Regions from separate parts of the Anas platyrhynchos genome. Here region 1 is linked to region 2. The links are chromatin contacts, called in public Hi-C maps. All regions are on one chromosome and are shown on one strand. The core of a region is the stretch at or near the end of the contact, and the rest is flanking DNA. Distances in the headings are between cores, read along the strand shown. Region 1 overlaps LRRFIP1 (LRR binding FLII interacting protein 1). Region 2 overlaps LRRFIP1 (LRR binding FLII interacting protein 1).

Region 1 (5,954 bases), core at 3,219-5,718, 61 kb after region 2:
GATTTATTTCTCCTTGGCCAGTGTTAGCGCAGGATCCAGCTTCTGAATCAGTAAATTCCAAGGAAGTGCCGAAGTCACAGACTGGCTGTTTATTTAGACTTTGCACCGGTCCCACATAGAGGCTTCAGGGTCAGTTTCTGCAGCCTCGGCCTTGCTGGGCTCTTTTGCTTGAAGTCAGTCACTCTTTGACACTAGAAGAGAACACTCAGTGGAAATCTTAAGCTTTAGACTTCATTTTTCATAGTTTTTTTCTTCTCCTTTTGGGAACAGTGCAGGTTCAGTATGGTCCTTCAAACTGAACTTGACGCTTTGCTTTTGTGAACAGGGGAAGGAGCTGCTGGTAGGTTTCAGAGGTAGCTGATTTTATTTAAGGGCCATAAAACTGCAGCTTCAAGAAGGTGTCTTGGTCTGGAAGTCTCTGCAGCCTTCAGTTAAACAATGGTATGATTTCTCTACTTGAGTAAATTGCTATTTCGAGTTCTTTTGAGGCATGGTTTTAAGTTTTCCTAAAAAAAAAAAATAAAAGCAAATACGAAGATAGCATACAGTTGTTCTTATGTAGAGGAAAAGATTTGGAGGTTTGCATTCACATCCATGTAGGATTTATATGCCTTCATTGATAACCTACAGATAACTGTTGTCTTAATGTTGAAATACTGTGATGTAGATAAGGAAAAATGTGTTCCTCTGTCTTATCTTACAGACCTCGTAGGTTTTCATCAATGCATATATTCCAGGGAGCGATGTACTGCTTGGGAACTCGTGGTGATTCGTCCTGGCTTATGCCCTGAAGTGCTGGCCAGGACATTGCTGGCTGCTTTTTGAGCACATAGAGATTGCTAATGAAAAGTCTCTGAAAGGTTTTAGGAATTCCCCTTCTGATATCATAGTACCTTCTCCTGTCCTTTATTATCTAACGATTCCTTCCGAACCTCTGTTTTACAGATCGAGGAAAGGCCAGAAAAAGACTTCGAGAAGGTAAGAAGGATCTTGTGAATTACTCTGATTTTTTTATGTTTTTTTAAGGTAGGTAGAACTTGCAGTGAATTTAAAGAAATTTTCTAGGAAGCCTACTGTGGGGGCAAAACTTTGAATTATCAGACCTTCTACTACTGCATTTATTGAACTTTAAACATGAGTGTGTGTGTGTGTGTGTGTGTGTTCAGAAGTTATAACTGATATTCAGCAGTACTTGACTGAAGTTGCTTTAGGCTAAGCCATGTGAATACTGGTTTTGTTTGTAGAATTTAAATGTAATATTGTGTACAAATTAAAAAAACAAAGTGATACTGCATTAAGTGGGAAACTGGCTTCACACAGAACCCTTAGTTCTCTAAAAACAGTGTGGCTACTGCTGCAGAGTAAAAAAATACAAATGAAAGCAAGACGAGTTTGAAGAGTAGTAAAAAACATCCACAAAATATAATAATGCAAGTTCTTAAAAATATCTGGCAAGATGATACTAAGCCCCTAAAGATTTTATCTAATTTAGAACTAATACTTAAATCTAAGCTGTGCAAACTGCTGTTACAAAGGTAAGTGTCTACATCTGATTTTTCTCATTAGTTTCCCTTGGTGAATCTTGATCTTCTGATTCTTCTTCCTAAGAGGTTATTTAATCAAGCTTGTATGATTTGGAAGTGCAAGGGTTCTTTTTCTGTTGCCTTCCCTTGCTGAAGAGCTTGCAGGAGCAGAGCAACAACAGCTCCCGTTCCCCTGGGTTTGTTGTTAATACTGAATTCTAATTTTTTCTGTGGCACCAGAGGCCAACTAGGAATTAGGATGACCTAAAAGCCACAGACTTGCCCCTGGTTGTGTTAGATGCCTAGATAACAATTGCTGTTAGCTGTTTTTCTCACGTTTTAATTTGGTACTGCTGAAACTAACACAGAAATATTGTAACTCCCAGGAACACAATTAATGTTTTGTCATTTGTCTATACCAGTAGGTCAACAGTCTATGTTGTGTGTAATTATTTTTTTAAACCCATATGTCTAGGAAAAAAATTACAACCATTTTAAACTGTGTAATTCTAGGGAGCACGGACCGTCTCGAGTTTATCAGCAGCTACGTTAGCTTCTCTAGGTGGGACATCTTCACGAAGAGGCAGCGGGGATACGTCCATCTCAGCAGATACGGAGGCATCAATTAGAGAAATAAAGGTGAGGTTCTTAAAACCAGCACAAACCGTTAGGAATCTTTTAACTATGGCACTTTTTAAACTTCTGTCCAAGAAATTTCATCGTCTGGCAAGGCTTCAGATTAGGATCAGACTGCTTAACCCGTGTGGTAGAAATATTTAAATGAGAGCCTCAAATATGAATAATTCCGTATCAGTTGTACTTTTGCCCCTTAGGTTCAGTGACATCATTCACCTTTCTCACCATTTCTCTCAGGATATCTATGAGTTAAAGGACCAGATTCAGGATGTAGAAGGCAGATACATGCAGGGACTGAAAGAAATGAAGGTACTGCTTCACTGCAGAGTGGAAGTGTGGTAATTAACACCAGCTAAACATTCACCAGAGCCAGTGTGAGACCTAGAACTGACCTTGCATGCTTTTCTTCTGGGGGTGGTTGTAAACTGTGTGGAAACATTTCATTAGCTGAAAAAGTAGCTGTCCTGGTGTCTGAAGGTGGTGAGCAGTGCTTCCAAGTGTGGACTGAAGGACGGCTGATTACTCTTGCATGTCTGTCTTGCTGTTTTGAGAAGGTAATTGTTTGCTAGCAAATTAAAATTGCTGTATTTTAAATTGCTTTGTAAGGAAACCTCCCAGAATTGGAAGACAAAATAAAACACGTGGCCTACAATGCCATGAAAAATCATTCAATATTAAAAGCTCAGATGTTCTGCTTACATTTTCATTTGAAAAGGTCTGGTGTGCCTTTGGAAAGTTGCACGTGTGCAGCACTGACTGGCATTTGGGTTTCATCTTTAGATCACAGAAAACACCCTCAATACTTGTAACAAAATGTTGTGTAACAAAACGCATCACATGAAAAGCCAACCAATGCTCACAGCAGCTGGCAGGAGGGAAGCACTTAGCACTTCCACAAAGCCATAAATGAATTTTGGTGTCATACATCAGCAAAACATCATGTGCTAAGTGAGGAACAGCATTAGTGATAACATTTTTGGAAAAGTTAATTTTGCAAAGATATAGATAGACACCAAGCATGTAGTGCAACATTTATTGGTGTGAATTATTGTGTTTGTCATCAGCTTAGTGCTGCAACAGGTGCAGTTACTGCCATCTTATGAGTTGTGAATGGAAAAAAGAGTAATTTGTCCTTTTTTCTGTAAAGCCTGTTGGTTTTTTGCCTGATCAGTGCATAGCAGATGTAGCAAAATATTCACACTACATAAAAAAAAATTAGGTCTGCATACCTTAAACTGCCTTTTGTGGTGGTTTGTACCTAAGCCACACTGGGTTACAAAGGTGGTCTTTAATTCTGGCTTTGGTTTGGTGTAAAAGAGTGTGCTTAATGTCCAGGGATAGCTCAGTGCTGTGGTGGAACCTGATGCTAATAAAACAAAACTCAGCATGCTGAAGGAGTTAACTTCTTATTTGCATATACTTCCTTTCCAGCTCGTTTCTGATATTCAGTCCCACCACTGGTGCCAAATTCTGACTGCTTTCCTGTGCTTAATATTTCTAATACTTAGGCTGGAAAGTGCACCAAAACACAATTTGTGTTTAAGAACATGAATTTATACGGGTCTGAAGACAAATTCTCTTATTTGTCAATAGAAAACAAACTAAACCAATTCAGGCTTAATTTCTGTGATCATTTCATCACTCTCATCCCCTGTTCTGTTTATGGACTGGAAAGGGAGTTATATGAATCTCACCTCTACTCTGTGCATCATTCTAATATTACTGAAGTCCCAAGAGAAACTGCTTGATGTGTGAACTGAAATACCAACGTGTTTGCATATTTGCACTGTTTTGCCTACGTACGTCCTTTATTTCTGGTTTAAAATCAAACACTGCAAGTTTGACTGCATGGCATGGAAGATGACCCAGAGCTTTTTGTCGTTGTTATAAACCTCTCACTATCTTATATTTGTTTCACATGGATGGGGAGGGTTTTCAAGGCAATGGGGGTTGTTTCTTAGAGTGAATTTGTAAAGAGGGAATGCGATATAGGAAACCTAATGAAAAATGATGCATCAAGTCACAAAAACTGCAGCTTTCACTGCAAATCCCAATTCCTGAGTTGGTGTATTTAGTGTCTCCTACCTCACACTGAAAGGATGCCTGAAATCTGTGTGAGCTGACTGCTAAACCACCTTAGGTTAAAGCCTAGCTCATTAATGCTGCACTACCTAAACTGATCTTAAATCAAGGCCAGTTTACCTTTAAAAAAAAAAAAAATCCAACTTGTCATCTTCAGCAGCTGCTTTGAGCTGCCAATGTGCAGGGGCAGGGGGAGGAGGGAGAAGGAAGAAAACCCTGAGAAAGCAGGAGCTGAAGCGGCAGAGAACAGGAAGCATTTTATCCATCCGAAGGTAAGGTTTCTTGTTTGCTACCAGAAGGCTTGCGGAAACACAAGGGAGGTTATCCTCACCTTGGGACAGTTGGTAAGGCTCTCCTGCGCGTGGTTAGCACCGGTTTCAGCAGGAATGCTCAGGAGGTTTGTGGTTTAGCACTTTGTTTTCTTGTTCAAGGTCTTGGCTGGCAGAGTGTGTGTAACTGACCTCTGACTGTGGATGTTTATTCTTTGCAGGACTCTTTAGCCGAAGTTGAAGAGAAATATAAAAAGGCTATGGTGTCAAATGCTCAACTAGACAATGAAAAAACAAATTTCATGTACCAAGTAGATACCCTGAAGGATGCCCTGTTAGAGTTAGAAGAACAGCTGGCAGAATCCAGGAGGCAATATGAAGAAAAAAGTAAAGTAGGTATTTAGCTGTGGCATGTTATTTAACTGCGAAGGATTTGGGGAGGGGGGCAGACAACTTTGGGAGGAGACAGCCAAATTACTCTTCAAGACTTTTAATAATTTTTGGTTTAGTTAATGTTAAAGTGAGTGGAGTAGCAGCGTGCTATGTGTTTGTGGTCATACAAACAAACTTTTTAATGAAATGTCTGTTTTATAAAGCAATTTCTGAAGAGGTAAAAAAATGTTTTATATGGTAAGGATATGCTGATAGTATCATATGTCCTTTGACATTCCATTTTTGAACTGAATTCAAAGGTTTTGTTCAGAGTGACTTCTGGAGGTTTCTTTTTTTTTTTTTTTACTTCCAGAGTATTTTAATGCATGAATCTCTCTTCAGAAGAGAGTTGTGCAGTTTACGTAGTTCAGGCAGCTATGTGGCTGAGTGCTGAATTGCTTTATGTGAATTCAACATCTCTAACACCTAGTGAGTTGGTGTTAAACCTGTGGCCTACTAGCTTCTCAGAATCAGCTCTTTAGCTTGGGGACATTTCACTATAGCACACTGTGAAACACATGTTTTTTGGAAGATTTGGTAGTGTTTTTTTGTTTAACTCCTTAATTTCTACCTAACTTGTTTAGTGCGTTATGTCAAAAGAGCAGGTTGCGTTCCCATCCATTCTTCTGTGAAGTCACTAGGACTTGGGTGTATAAGCCACTCACTGGCAGCCTGCTGCTCAAATTGTGAAACTGCCTAAATGAAGTCTGTCACTTCCGTATTTGGTGGAATAATAATTTCTTGGAAAAATGACAGAACAGACTTAAAAAAAAAAAAAAAAAGTATTCTTTTGGGATTGTGATTAGAAGCATATTCAGGAATTGAATTGTGGCAAGCATTTTCTTTGTGCTAGGACTTAATTTCTTCTGTTTTTCTTGGATGCTATTTCTGATCAATAAAAACCTCATGAATATTTCATTCACAGGAATTTGAGAGAGAGAAGCATGCTCATAGCATATTGCAGTTTCAGTTCATGGAAGTCAAAGAGGCTTTGAAGCAAAGAGAAGAAATG
Region 2 (6,289 bases), core at 832-3,331:
GCAGTTTCCTGGCCCTGCAGAGCCCAGACACGTGCAATCAGCTGTCACCCAACGAGGCTGTACACAAGGAAGTGGCTCCAGTGTCCTGAGCAATTTGGTAGGATAGGTTATCAAGTCAATTCTTTTTTATTCTAAAAGAAAAAACTGCTCAGAGCTTTGGTTTCTACTGGTAATTGATGTAAAGACCTCTCTGGCTCTCATAATTAATGTTAATGGCCTTATCGCTATTTGCCATATAATTAAAGCAAATTGCATGGTGGAGAAGTAAAGATCAAGTTATGTTGGTGAGGAGCAATAGGCTCTAGCAGAACTGTAATTAAAAACAAAACCTCACAGAGAAAGTGGCAGCTTTCAGGGAAAGGTTTTATTGATGATTCTAGTTGGAAGAAATAACAATGTTTGCATAGGGAGTGCATTAAAATTAATAATTGTATAGGATAATTTGATAATAGTTAATAAGCTGGCTGTATTTACTCATATACATGTTGCATTTCTGGAGTGTAAAAACATTACTCAGAAAAACTCTCCTAATTTGTGTAAATGCAGCTGTATAGTCTGTCCAGTCCTGAATACAAAGCTGCCTTTTGTGATGGCTTTTGGCTTTTCAACGCCAAACATCTTATAGCAGTGAGTTGAAGCAGCTTTACCTCTCATGAAAGCAAAGACTTTGTGCTTGACAAAAGGAAGGGCCTTTCAGATCCCACGTCTTTGGCAAGGCTTCCCGTGATTCACGGAGGGAAGTGGAAATCAGTTTCTAAAATTAAACTGAACTTTCACTTTGCTTTTTTTCCCCTCCTCGCAGTGAATGTGTTACATGTGTTACGGTCTTCTGTGGCTCCGGACGAGCAAAGAGACTCTGCTTGAGACTTGTCGCGGCAGGACTGAGCAACCCTGCTCCCTGCTTGGATTTTTGAAGTCACCAAGGACAAGTTACTTACGTCATCTTGAATCTGATCTACTCGATTTACCCTTTCCCTCTTGGAAAGGAAGGGTGAGAGTTTCCTGCAGTCCGAGGTGGACAAATAAGGCAGGCTTGTGTTACGTGCTGGAGTTACGGGAGTTATTTGGGGATGGCTGAGTTGGTCAACAGCTGCAGCCCTCTGCTCTCATGTGAATGGCTTGCCTTTTGCCACACTGCTGCTTTTAATGAGCTCCATCTGGATGTGGGGCAGTCCATAATGGAAAGCAGATTGGTGATCTCATGGTGTCCACAGTGCACTCGAGGTGCTGTGGTTTGCTCAGTCTGCTGGGCTGCAGAGGAAGGTTGAATACTAAAATGAGGTGGATACCTGCTCATTGTTTAGGGCACAATCAGTTGGCAAAACACTGAAATTTTGCCTGAAAGGCCAAGAGGTGGCAGGCTGAGGGGGAGGGAGAGGCACTGATTGCTTGCAGAGAAGCTATTTTCTGAAAGAAACAGCTCATAATCTGTGAAAGTTATGTTATAGTTAATTCTTTTTCTTTTTTTTTCCTCTCCAAAACCCATAATGATAGTGGTTTATCATCTGGTATTGGGATGTTCCTCTGGAAAAGCAGATACTCAGACAGTGCATTGGTGCAGAACCGTGATGGTGAGCCCCTAAAGGACAGGACAAAACATGACCAAGGGAACACAGCACGGGTTCATCCTGACGCTACCTCCAACAAAGCCAAAGTACTTTTCTGAATCAGAACAGAAAATAGAAAAAATATTCACTTGGAGATTAGAGTTACCATTAGTTCAGTCTTATTAACTGTTTTTTTTTTGTTTTTGTTTTTTAGCTGCAGCTTATTTTATTTATAAAATTGCTTCTTAGTGAGTTTAAGTATATGAAGTGTGGCATTCGCAGCCACAGTTGGTTTACCAGGAATGTACAGTGCAGCAGATTTTCCTTTTCCTCTGCTATAGCTTGAACATAAATCCTTAAAGAGCTAAAGAGCTTACCATACCAAAAGTAAGGCTGTGTAAATATCTGAGCACATGGAAAAATAATTTTCCTCTTACTACCGCATTGGAATTTAGAAGAATTACTCAATTTTAGCTGCTCAGTTGGAACCGCTTAAATTAGTAATGATTCTGCGAACGTGAACATCCAGATTTTCGGCAGATTTCTGGAAATGAGAGAGGCAGTGCTGGCACACGTACTGAGATGACCATTACCAAGCAGGATTTCAGAGGAAATCTTTTCTGACAGCTTGCACTTCCAACAGCTGACACTTTTCAGCCCAAAGTGAATGCTGAATTAGGTAACTCCACATCAGTCTTTGCTACTTGTATTCCACTCGCTTCTCCTTAGACTGCAGATTTGACATAGAGGGTACTCGAATCCAGCTGTCTGAATGCAGAAATGAGTTTCCTAAGCACCTGTAATAAATTGAAATAGTATTGTGGAAGGGAATGAAAGCCTTAGACAGTTGTTAGTGGGATCTTCAGCTGCCAGATCTGTATCGGTACCAAGGCAGATGCTGTTGCAGTTGGATGCTTGCAGCAGTGCTTAGGACTGAGCAGATGCAGAGAAGAAACCTGGCTGTCAGCCTTGGGGTAGATTCCTGAAGCTGCTGGGGATTTCTTGGTGGGAGGAGTTGATGCTCCTTTTCTTTGTGGCTTGGTACAGGTCTCACGGTCGTGGCCTTTTGCTCGCACCTGAGTAATCTCGGTCTAAGGGGCAGGCTTGTGAGCTTGCTGTTGGTTAGTGCTCTTCTTCAGAGTGGAAAGGTAATCACCACCTACCTACTCACCACAAACCCCGTGTAAGTGAGGGAGGGAGAGTGTTTTTACAGCTTCCTCTGGATGACCTTATCAAGGAGATGATGCTAAAATTCTAGACCATAAAGCTGTCTTGGCGCTGTCACTTAGGCATTTATTCAGTTTAATGTAGGGTTAAGTGTGGGTTATTTAATTTTTTATTCATTAAAATATAACATGTTTATTTGTAGATTTTTTTTAACCACAAAACAAACAAAGAAACAAAAAAAAAAAACTATGGTTGATATGCTCAACTCAGTTTGAGATTTCTTTGTCTGCACTATGGAAACACTTGTGTGTCATTGCTCCTGCAGTCATTTTGCCTGTATTTCAGTCTTGGTTGCATGAGGGAATGGAAAACACACAAAACAGTCACTCAGTTTTTTGGGGACTGATAAATTACAGTGTCTTCCTAGTTCCTTATATCATCAATTAAACTAACTTCAACTTGTTCCTTACAGTTTACACTTCTGGTTGTTATTTTACCATTAGCAACTGTTGGATTTCAAGATGGGGTCCATCCATCACTTCCTAAGTTAACAAATAAGTCATCGAGATAAACTAATTGGTTTATTTCTGAAATAGATTACTGCATGCTTCCCTTCCACTGCCATCTAGGGGCAGGATAGATAAGGAGAGGGTGTTGCAGTCGTCCCTGAAAGGGTAAGCAGAGTGATGCAGACCAGAGGAGGAAGCACTGAGAGCTACAGGCTAACTGCTGGAGGTAACAGTATGTTCTGTAGCTTCCCAGGTCTGCACACATCCAGAACCAGCTAAACTGCTGAGGCTGGTGAGGTCTGTGGCCTTGGAGAGTCCATCTGCAGAAGGAGTCGGGGAGATGAGCTGAAAAATGCTTTCAGACCCTCATGTTCAGTTGAGCTGTGCTCCCTAGTACGCAAGAGCCTTATTTCTGTGCAAAGAAAGTGAAATTCAGGCAGGTGCTGGTTTTTCTAGTGGAAGCAAGAGTGCATTGCTGTGCTTCTGAGCAGCTTTTTACAGCATAAATGCTCTTGTGGCTTCCAGCCCTGAAGTTGAGAATAAAACCACTCTTTCAGATGAAATCAAGCGCTCATGAAGAATTTAGGCTGTATAGATTTTCCTTTGTAGGGCTGAGCTGCTGCTGCTGCTCCCAGAGTCACAGATCTTATCTTGTGCTTAAGCAGCGTGAGAGAAAGACTTATTACTTTAGCATGTTAGTTGCTTTTGTGAGCCACTTCTGTTTGGAATATTAAATATTCAAGTATGTGAGCAAACTGAGTGTCAGTTACAAACTTGGAAAAATAATTAACCAAAACTTTATTAGACTCTGCTTAACTCCTGGTATAGTGGGCATTTTATTTAAACGTAATTTTTAAAAACAAATTTTAATGTAGACTGTTTTTGACGTCGGTTTAAGGTTAAGCTTGGAAAAATCAAGACACTGCCCTTCTTAAAATATAGTATTCTATAAATATCTCTGTGTTGATCGAGCTAAATAACCACTTCCTTCAGACCGCTTTGTCCATAGGTTCTGTGGAGCAGCATGAACATTTTAGAGAGTGTTGACTCATGGGGAATTGGAAATCAAAAGGGTCAGATCCTTAAAAATCTCTTCTTTACTAAGTCTCCCCAAACCACCTCTGCTTTGCTGTGCCATCTCTGCAGTTGTCTACGTTCCTGCTTGCTTCGTGCAGTTATGGCTCAGCTTGGAGACCTTAGAGGGGAAGCTCAGGCTGTGCCCCCCTCTCCAGCGTGGATTCAGCTCATCAGGGCTTGCCAAACACTCCACTCCTTCCTTTCAGTAACTGAGGGTTTAATGGTGAGACTGTTGCAGAGATCCCTTGTTCTCTGAATGTTTTAGATAAATGACTCTTGAAGATTTGTATATGTGAGATCGAAAATCTAGGTGTAGGTATTAAAAGGTATAGGTATTAAAAGTGACTTTCATCGCTTCTGGTCTGAGCACTCATTGGTGGCAGTGGTAATGAGAAGAGAATCAGTCTGCACATTTTAAACATAAATAAAGGATTCTTAAGCCTCTTGTATTTAACTGTATTTTGTCTTATCTTTGAGACAGTTTCTTAGAAAGCCCAGTAATGTGTGGATGGACCATTGCCTGGAGAGCTGGGACTGAGGGTGTCTGAGAGGTACAAGTGGTGTGAGCCTGATGTGATGCTCTTTTAGGGTTTTGGTGAACACGTGAGGGATGCAATGAGCAAGAACTGCACCAAATTCAGGATGAAACACCCCTGTAGCATAAAAGGTTTAAATGTCACCGTGAAGAATGAAAGGCTGATTGAAGGAGGAAAGACTATTTTTATACCCAGCTTGTGCACTAGAGAAAGCACAGTTGCATACTGTTAATTCTGGTGCTTCTTGAGGAGCAGGGATATAATATTCAAGCTATACTTACCAGACCTCTGCCTCTCCTGACAGTTGAACATGTGGTTTTAGTTTCAAGGCTGTGGGCAGTCCTGCTGGATTCAGCTGAGCCACGGTGCTTGCGCTTTGTATCACCAAGGCATTACAAAGTTGGGGACTTAGGTTGTCGTAGCATAAACAGCACCTAAAAGAGCCCGTACAGCCCCCAGCAGCATGTAACTGAAGAGCATCAAAACCTTCTAGACATGAAGAACTCTAGTTTTGGAGGGTGGTGTGTGTTATGGGAAACATGCACGGCTTTCTAGAGCCTTATTTTGAGTTTCATGTCATCTGAATGGCATTTGCTCGTAGTAAATGCATTTAACAAACTAATTTTAGAACTATAGGTCAGCACTTAAATTTGTTTTCTCCTCATTAGTCTCATAACGAGATCAGGTCTTCAATCTCGCAATAAACTGTACTTATTCTCATTTCTTCCCCGTCTGCCAGGTACTTATATTTAGTGCAAGTCAAAGAACGTGCTGGGTGTGCAGCCTGTACTCTTTATAAAAAGTTGGACTCTGTTTCTAACAATTCAGTCATATTTCCAGCAGTAGATTTTTTTTTCCCCTCTCTTACTCAATTTTTCTTTTGTTCCCAATCTTTTGTTCCTTTTGTTAGATACAGAAATACCATTGCACAAATCAGCTGGGTTGTCATGGGGAAACTTCACAGCAGGAACGTGATGAAAAGATGGCCAATTTTTTTTTCTCTCTCTGAGATACCGCAGGGGAACGAACAGCAATCGTTTCCTTACCAACCTACAGGATAGCTCGTGGATGAGGCAGGAGCGATGTGCAGCCTTCTGTTCTTCCTCTGCTGCTGGGTTTGAGAGCTGAGCGAAGGAGAAGCGGGCGGCAGCCTGTTGTCCAGGAGTATCCCCTGGACTCAGTAAGCACTCCAAGTCAGATTGATTTCGCTTTTTTAGCGCAACAGATCTGTGGAGCAGCGTGTCTCCTGCTGAAAGAGAAGCACATGGTGAGTACGCCTCTGCCATCTGGCCCTTGTCGCTCGTATCCACCTCGTTAAGAATGGAGCTTTCCTCGTCCCTCGGGACGCAGCGGGGCGAGTGGCAGCTGCCTTGCTGGCAGCGTGTGCTAATGCCCTAAGGAGATCGGATCAAGAGGTGCCTGCCCACGAGCTGTGAACGGGGCATGGCGCAGC

The links. Hi-C and Micro-C count contacts between places; a contact is called where the count stands out from the background.
Region 1: a contact with region 2 is called in a Hi-C map of skeletal muscle, with 5 times the contacts expected there. The contact joins two enhancer-like sites. A contact is called at or near these places in 2 of 8 Hi-C or Micro-C datasets (skeletal muscle and subcutaneous adipose tissue).

Annotation. Positions count from the first base shown.
Region 1 is chr7:31,095,928-31,101,881 of IASCAAS_PekinDuck_T2T, forward strand. LRRFIP1 (LRR binding FLII interacting protein 1) reads left to right here. Exons shown (of 19, transcript XM_072041241.1): 11 at 946-978; 12 at 2,037-2,162; 13 at 2,397-2,468; 14 at 4,732-4,902; 15 at 5,868-5,954. Among named protein-coding and RNA genes, the nearest start is that of LRRFIP1, 78 kb to the left of the region's middle. Within about 2 kb of position 4,469, at least 2 of the 8 cell types and tissues checked have an H3K27ac peak or open chromatin away from gene starts, as enhancers often do.
Region 2 is chr7:31,037,175-31,043,463 of IASCAAS_PekinDuck_T2T, forward strand. All of the region lies in intron 1 of LRRFIP1 (LRR binding FLII interacting protein 1), which reads left to right. Among named protein-coding and RNA genes, the nearest start is that of LRRFIP1, 20 kb to the left of the region's middle. Within about 2 kb of position 2,082, at least 1 of the 8 cell types and tissues checked has an H3K27ac peak or open chromatin away from gene starts, as enhancers often do.